2 separate regions of the Larimichthys crocea genome follow, and region 1 is linked to region 2. A link is a contact called in public Hi-C data. All regions are on one chromosome and are shown on one strand. Each heading gives the region's core, a stretch centred on a gene start, on an enhancer-like site or on the middle of the called end of the contact. The rest is flanking DNA. Distances are from core to core; before and after follow the strand shown.

Region 1 (3,833 bases), core at 229-2,728, 170 kb before region 2:
TCAGCTGTCCTGCAGGTATCAATTTCTTTGGCTAGGTGTTATTAATAGCAGGTTGAACATCAGTGGTCTATCAGACTGATAGAGAGACGAATAGCAATGAAACAAATGCAGTTCAACTCAATGCAAAATATTTTATTCTTCCCCCTAAGAGTAATTTAAAGAAAGCAAAGACCAACATTTGTATTTACTGTATATGAAAATGAATTAATATATCCTTTTCACAGTGACAGCGAGCTGATATGCCCAATGCCTGTAACTGAAGCAGCTGAATTTCATGGTTTATGTCTGTACTTTTTCTATTGTGACAGTGTTTGAACACAGGTTATCATACATAGAAAAGAGACAGACCAGTGACTAAGGGAGAAGTGCCTTGTCTTCCCCTTCTTCCTACTCTACTCCTCGGTTGTCAGTAACATATATAACACACACACACACACACACACACACACACACTCACACACACACACATATTATATTAGCAATTTAAAATCTTTTACAGGGTCCTGTTCCCTCATAATTGCACAGCCGTTTTGGATACACAAACTGAAAACTGACAGACAGGCAGGACACGTGCAACAGGTAACCAAAGATTAACAGGCCGAACAAAGCTGGCTTTGTATACAAAAGAGGTAATGTACTACTGTACAGTATGGGGAACCTGTTGTGCAGAACAGTGTCGGTGGGACAGGTGTGGAAAATCAACATACACATACTGTACCTATACTTGCAAGGTGTGTATAGCATATATAACTTTTTATTTTATTTTATGTTATTGACTGTTTATTTTACTTACTTACTTAATATTTACTTACTTAATATTTTTTATTATCCACCTAGTGTTCTGTGAGCTGCTTTATTTTAATTTAATAGTTAGTTTTATTAGGAATACATTGATTAAGTAGATTTGCAATCATGCAAGTCCCTGTTTTGTAGTCCATTGATGTTTTTCTGTTGTGTATTATTAATAAACTAAAAATGATTTTTTTTCTTTTCTTTTTTTAAATATATATTTTTAGTTTTTTTTATACATAATCACAAACCAACATAGACAGTCACAAAAACAGACAAACAGTGCGGTCTTAGACAAAAACAGCCATAACAACAAGAACAACAGAGGATGGGACCATATCATTCATAAACAAGAGAATCTTATATGGTATACAAGAACGAGAATGGGGGAAATGCCCCCAAAAGACAGCATCCAGTTTTTACATTGCACCACAGCAGCATCATTAACATCAGGTGCATAGTAACTCAGGTAGCCCGCTATGTATTGAGCCATACTGTGTGTTTTCTCACTAATGGTTCAACGCGATAGCAGCTAGTCTTGTACCATAAAAAATATTACATTACATTATTACATACATACAAATTACATTTTAAAAACTTTAAGGAAGCTTAATTATATTTCGACCTCTTTGGTTGCTGATAATATACTCGTGATAACAAAAAATAAAAAAAACACTTGAACCTCCGCATGTTTCTTCCTCCATTTCCCAGAGGGCTGTGCGGCAAGCGTCACCATGTTGTCGCGGAAGTGCCGGTGTACGCTGTGCAGGGTGGTCATAGTCTGTCAGCTGCATTCATCCTTCAGATTTTCCTCTCTGGGTTTGTGTTTGTAGCGAACAAAACAAAAACAAACGTGAGTCATGGCGGCTCTGAAATACGCAGGCATGGACGACACAGACAGTGATGATGAGTTACCTCCCGGGTGGGAAGAGAGGTCCACGAAAGATGGTTGGGTCTACTATGCAAAGTAAGTGTGATATCTGTAGTAGTGTTACCTGTCAACACCAAAATGTCTGTGATCATGAAGTCAGCCTCAGCCACAAAGAGTCACATCAGTGTTATCAGTCTGTGGCTAACACAGCTCGTTAGCTGCACCAGTTTAAACAAGCTGATATCTGCATTGTTAGCGTGAAATGATTTAGTCTACAGAGTCACATTAGGACCTATTTAACATGAAATGTCTTGATAAGGATGTGGCTGTAATAATATCCCAAGTCATACTGTAGTTGCTGTAGTATGCAGTAGCTGCAGCACTGTAGCTCAGAGGTTGTGAAATGAGGCACAACTTCATGACAGAGTCACTCCTTGAATATCAAATAAAAACCATCATCAGTGATGGGACAGTGCATTTGGTTTGCCCGTGGTGATGTAAGAAGAAGAAACAACAGTGCCAACATAAGATTTCATGTTGCTTGTTACATCAGTGCCTGTCTTTGATTTGTTAGACACATTTGAAGTTGGTTTGCCAAAGCCCAGCCTGATGTCTAATATTGGCTATTCTGTGTGTTTGTTTTTATTTTATGAATATGTGTCTCTTGTCCTTGAATTGCAACATTTCTGAAGTCCTTTGTAATGTTTTGTCTCATGATTGTGCGTCTTTTGTCAGGTTACCTTTCATTCATGTTGCGTACTTTAGGTATAACTCAATGGTTTTTTTTTTTGTCTAGAGCCTGACTGATACTGGATTTCGGGCGCAGATTAAGGAGTAAAATCTTAAAATAGATCCCTCAAATGTTGTTATGAAACACTGACAAAGATATATAGCGTTTGCCATGAAACTTTAGTGTCCAAATTGACTGAAACATTGCATTGAAAGTGTAAACCTGGCTGTGAATTGAACAATAAATAACTATACATGAAGAATTTGCATGCATGGTGGACAGATACATGTGTGGTAGTAGACTAACGTCAGCCAGGCTCTAGTTTTCCTTGCCCTTTATTTTACATGTGCGATTCTTTTTATGTATAACATCAAACAACCAAGAGACCGCGGATGTGTAATTTGGTTAAACCTGTCACGTTAATATTGATTCTGATCAATGTGTGCTGTTCGCAGTACATAAATATATAAGACATATCTTCTTTTGTCTCTGTTTACAGCCATGATGAGATGAAGACACAGTGGGAACACCCAAAGACAGGAAAGAAAAAACGTTGTGCTGGAGGTTTGCTTTATTCACTTGTTTTTTTTGTGTGTGTCTTACATGACTGTTCTCTTTACATATGTACATTACTCTGCACTTTACTGCTTTTTGGACTTCTGGCTAGACGCTATATCGCCTTTCCTTGTCTGAGTACTTTGTGCAATGATAATAAAATTAAATCTAATCATATCTAAATTTCTATTCAGTTGAAAGTCACTCACATATTCAAGGCATATAGTAACACATTTAAAGTTAATTTTAAGTTGTGATAACCTCCTTGTTTTCAGTAACTTTGTTTCTACATATATATGTTTCTTAAATTATGTAACTATCGCCTTCAGCATTTTGTTCCTATTTATTCTGGTTGTTAAAGAAATATGATGTCTGTCTCTTCCCGCAGATTTACCGTACGGTTGGGAGCAAGAAACTGATGAAAAAGGGCAGATCATTTATGTTGAGTAAGTATATTGATGGTTAAACTTCTCTTTGCTCAATAGATGAAACAAATGAGCTCATTTTGGCCAGAAATGCCAGACTGCACAAATCTTGATAATATTTGTCTTTATAACATCCTCTTCCCTCCGTCATTTTCAGTCACATTAACAAGCGGACCACATACTTTGACCCGCGGCAGGCATTCACAGTAGAGGATGTGATAGTGAAGCCAAAACGTTATGATGGAAATACCGCTGCTCTTGAGATCCTGCAGGGTCGTGACCTCTCTGATAAGGTTATCCTCATTACCGGAGGCAACGCTGGTATTGGTGAGTTTCATAAAATCCTAAACCAGTTGAATGATGCTATGTTAGAAATCGTCACAGTGTAGTAAAGTGTGTTTCAATGATGATGCCACTAGGTGGCGATGTGGTATTGCGCTGTAGTAGAAGGGTGACAAGAGTG
Region 2 (3,661 bases), core at 1,014-3,513:
TGTCTGTCAGGATAGATCAATATTGAGTACAAAGTTGGTTTTATTCCACAATGTCCCTTTCCCCCCCTCGGGCTCCAAGAAGCCAAATAAAATGTCGAAGGGTCCATGTTCGCGGGGAACTTTTATGGAAGCAAAGTGACTTTGTTTGTTTGTTTGTTTTACAAATAAATCCCAAAAGATGATGAGGCTGAACAATGCAGTCATGATATAATACAACCATTATACACAAGTTCACAAAAATAAGGAAAAAAGAAAAAAAAAGTAAAAACACAATCCGTACATGACCAGCATGCATGGCTTCACATAACTGTTACAGTCTGACACCAATTTCCCCAAACGTCTGCTGTAAATCAGTTTTTTTTTTACCCCTACAAGACAAATAGGATGGATGATATGAAAATGAGATCATTCATATCAAAATAAACTGACTTCAAACACAAAAAACAAAAATACATTCACATCAAAATAAAGCTGCTGCTGCCTGAGCAATGTTTTAATTTCAGAAAACAAATTGTAGAAAGGGAACAGGGTGGACGAGGCGCAGAAAGGATGAGGCTATAAGGGCGGATCTGCTCAGTGAAGTTATTTTATGCAGTGTGTCTTAACGCAGACATCACGAATTGGAAAGAAACCTTTTAAAATGTCTCTGGAAATTCTAATTCAGAGTCATTTAAACAGGCCAATTTATGTATCCTTTAAAAAGTGATAAAATCAAACAAGATCCTCAACCTGAAACAAAATACTGAAATACAGAAAAGAGGAAAACTCTTTTTTTTCCCCCTTAACTAACAAAACAACTTCAACACAGACACGCACAAACTATTTTCTTAGCTGCGCGCAAATTAAAAGTTTTTTTTTTTCTCTTTCTTTGTGAGGGTCGGTTATTAAAACTTTTCAGCGCCGAGACTCACATGAAAAACTCCGGAGATGAGGGGTTGTTGTCGCTGCTGGAACCTCCGTTTTCTCTGAAGCCGGTGCTGATCAGCTTCTCGTATTTCTCCTTGTAGGCGTCCCTCTCCCTGGCCAGCCGGGAGATCTCCTGCTTGAGGTGGTCCACCTGCTGTATGAGTTGCGTCTTCTCTCCCTCCAGGACGTGCCGCTGCTGGACCCGCTTGTACCGGCAGGACTGGGCATAGCCTCTGTTCTTTAGCGTCCTCCTCTTCTGTTTCAGACGGATCACCTCTTCCTTGCTGACCCCCCGGAGCTGCCGGTTCAATTCCCGCACCGACATGGTCACCAGCTGCTCGTCCGAGAACCGATCTTCCAAGCGCAAGTGTTGGTGGTTTCCCCCCGCGCCGCCGCCGGACTGAGACCCGGAGGAGGGATGGTGTGCCCCTGCGTGGTGGTGGTGATGGTGGTGGTGGTGGTGGTGGGGAGTCCCATTCTGGGCTGCGGCTGCAGCGATAACCGCGGACACCACGGCGGCCGCTGATCCCATCTCCTCCCCGGCCATGGCGCCTCCTGCCCCGGCTGCGCCGCCGTACTGCTGCCCTCTGGTATAGCCATCGAAGGTCTGGAGCTGGTGACTGCTGCTGATCAGCGCCTCTACGGCGTCCTCCGGGCTAAAGCCCAGAGCCTCGGGGTTCAACTGCTGTTGGTACCCGGTCATCCAGTAGAAATCCTCCAAGTGAGCCTTCTGTTCGCTCCCTGATCCCGGACTGGGCGCCGAGAAGCTTGGAGAGGGGGGAACCGAGCTGCAAGGCGTGCTCATCGGGGTGGAAGATAGGGATCCCCCGGCGACCAGGCGGCTGCACTGGCTGATGCTGCGATCGGGCTCCACCGGCTCCTTTTTCACTTCAAACTTCATCAGATCGAAGTCATTAACATATTCCATGGCCAGGGGACTGGTGGGCAGGTCGGAGTTGCTCATTGCCAGCTCTGATGCCATCCTCTTGCTGTTGACAGTCCTCCAAAGGGGGTGAGGAGCACCTGTCAAAGTGGGCTGCTGAGACACGCACTGAGCCAGCTTGATTTCTTTATTTATTTTCTTCAAAACCGAAGGAAAAAGTGGATTTTCTCGCACTAATTGCGCAGCGCAGGTTTTGGTTTTGCGAGTCGATAAGTTTTTTTTTTCTTCAGCCTGTGTTGCACAGACGCATTGGAGGAGCGCTGTTTCCTCCCTCTCTCCCAGCGTGCGGGTGTCTGAGCGCCGCTCTCTCTGTTTCTACCATTTAACACTTCATGGCTCCTTTTAGGATTAGTGCGCCAAATTGAGGAGGTTCACGTACGTGTCCCGGGCAAATAGTTGCTTTGTGGAGAATGAAAAAAAAAAAAAAAACTCCACCCAAGGATTGATAGATTTTTTTTTTCTAGAGGATCAGTCAGCCGACGAGTTAAAAAGCATTGCTTAGTTTTATAGGCGTCCTGACGTCAGGACTGAAATATGAAATTGACTGAGACTCAGCCAATGAAGAGCCCAGCCTGGGGAGGTAATTAGCATAATGGTATAGAAACCAAAGTTTTCTGAAGTGTCTAAGCCCATCAGCAGATTGACACGTGAGACTTAATTCATTCTTTTGTCACCTTTTTCATGGGAAAAAAACAACGAAAGTAAATAAAAGAAAAAAATGATTCGAGGGATTAACAGAAGATATCAGATGGTAAATATGCACGCCTGTCTTTTTAGATAAACAAGTCGTTATCATTTTAATACATATTCAAGCATTTTCCATCGTCTTTATAATAATTCAAACTGAATTGAATTTTTCTCACATTTCTCAACAGCGTTGTTTGTTTCAGCCTTGATTGTTGATTTGTCAGACATTCTTAAGTCTCATTTGATGTTTTGCATGATATAGAAATATTGTGCACAGGTGCATTTCAGTAATTATGTAGGCAGATTTCTAATTAATTAGTCAAAACCTTTTTTTAATCACGAGACCAAACATCTTGGAATTCAATACCTTTAAAAAACGCATTTTAATGATGTTCACCGAGTGATATAAAACCTGTCTTTATACCGAATAAAATCGCAGAAACAGATTAGTGCAGATAAGCCGGATCGCTGTGTGAGGAAGGCGAAAGTGTTTGAAAAGAGCGTGGCATGAGTCTGTTTGAATGACAGTGTTTGGAAACCCAACGTCGCCACCTTTCGGTGTAAAATAATACTTCAAGTGGTTCTTCGAGTGCTTTGTATGTATCCGACTCCCTTCCAGAGTGAAAATTGTTTTATTTATTTTATTTTATTGTCTTAAAATGGAACATTTCTCCTTTTTTTTATTAGTTTGCTGTTGTGCTCTCTGCTAGACCTACTGCTGGACATGAAGTTTAACATGGACAGGATTTAAAAATTAAACTACACACAAGACATTTTTCAGTAAGGAGAAAAGTCTTACACATGTACTAACCTTAAATGTCTTGTAAGTCTAAAATCCTTTTTTTCTAATGAAATACTCTGTAGTGACAACACCTCCAATCTGTGTCCTTCTGGAGTCTACAGTCTGAATCTCCTGTAATGATCACAGCATCAGTGTTCCTCCCTCTCTCTTTTTCTCTCTGTCTCTCTCTCTCTCTCCTGGAGCACATTCCTCAGGAGTGGTGGCACATAAGAACAAACAATAAGGAGGGCTATACACAGAGGACTGGAGAGTAAATAAGAGCACTCTCCCTGGAACATGTCACACGGGGATGCTTCAGAAAACTACAAAGCCGCCAGCAGATA

Evidence for each region. Hi-C and Micro-C count contacts between places; a contact is called where the count stands out from the background.
Region 1: a Hi-C map of muscle shows a contact between it and region 2, with 4 times the contacts expected there. The contact joins the promoter of wwox here to the promoter of LOC104940469 in region 2. A contact is called at or near these places in 2 of 7 Hi-C or Micro-C datasets (both in muscle).

Annotation. Positions count from the first base shown.
Region 1 is chrXXI:20,236,022-20,239,854 of L_crocea_2.0, reverse strand. It overlaps wwox (WW domain containing oxidoreductase), which reads left to right and starts at 1,478. Exons shown (of 9, transcript XM_027272771.1): 1 at 1,478-1,756; 2 at 2,890-2,954; 3 at 3,334-3,391; 4 at 3,528-3,697. The coding sequence starts at 1,650.
Region 2 is chrXXI:20,067,581-20,071,241 of L_crocea_2.0, reverse strand. LOC104940469 (transcription factor Maf) reads right to left here and starts at 2,263. Exons shown (of 3, transcript XM_010757081.3): 1 at 912-2,263. The coding sequence starts at 1,888.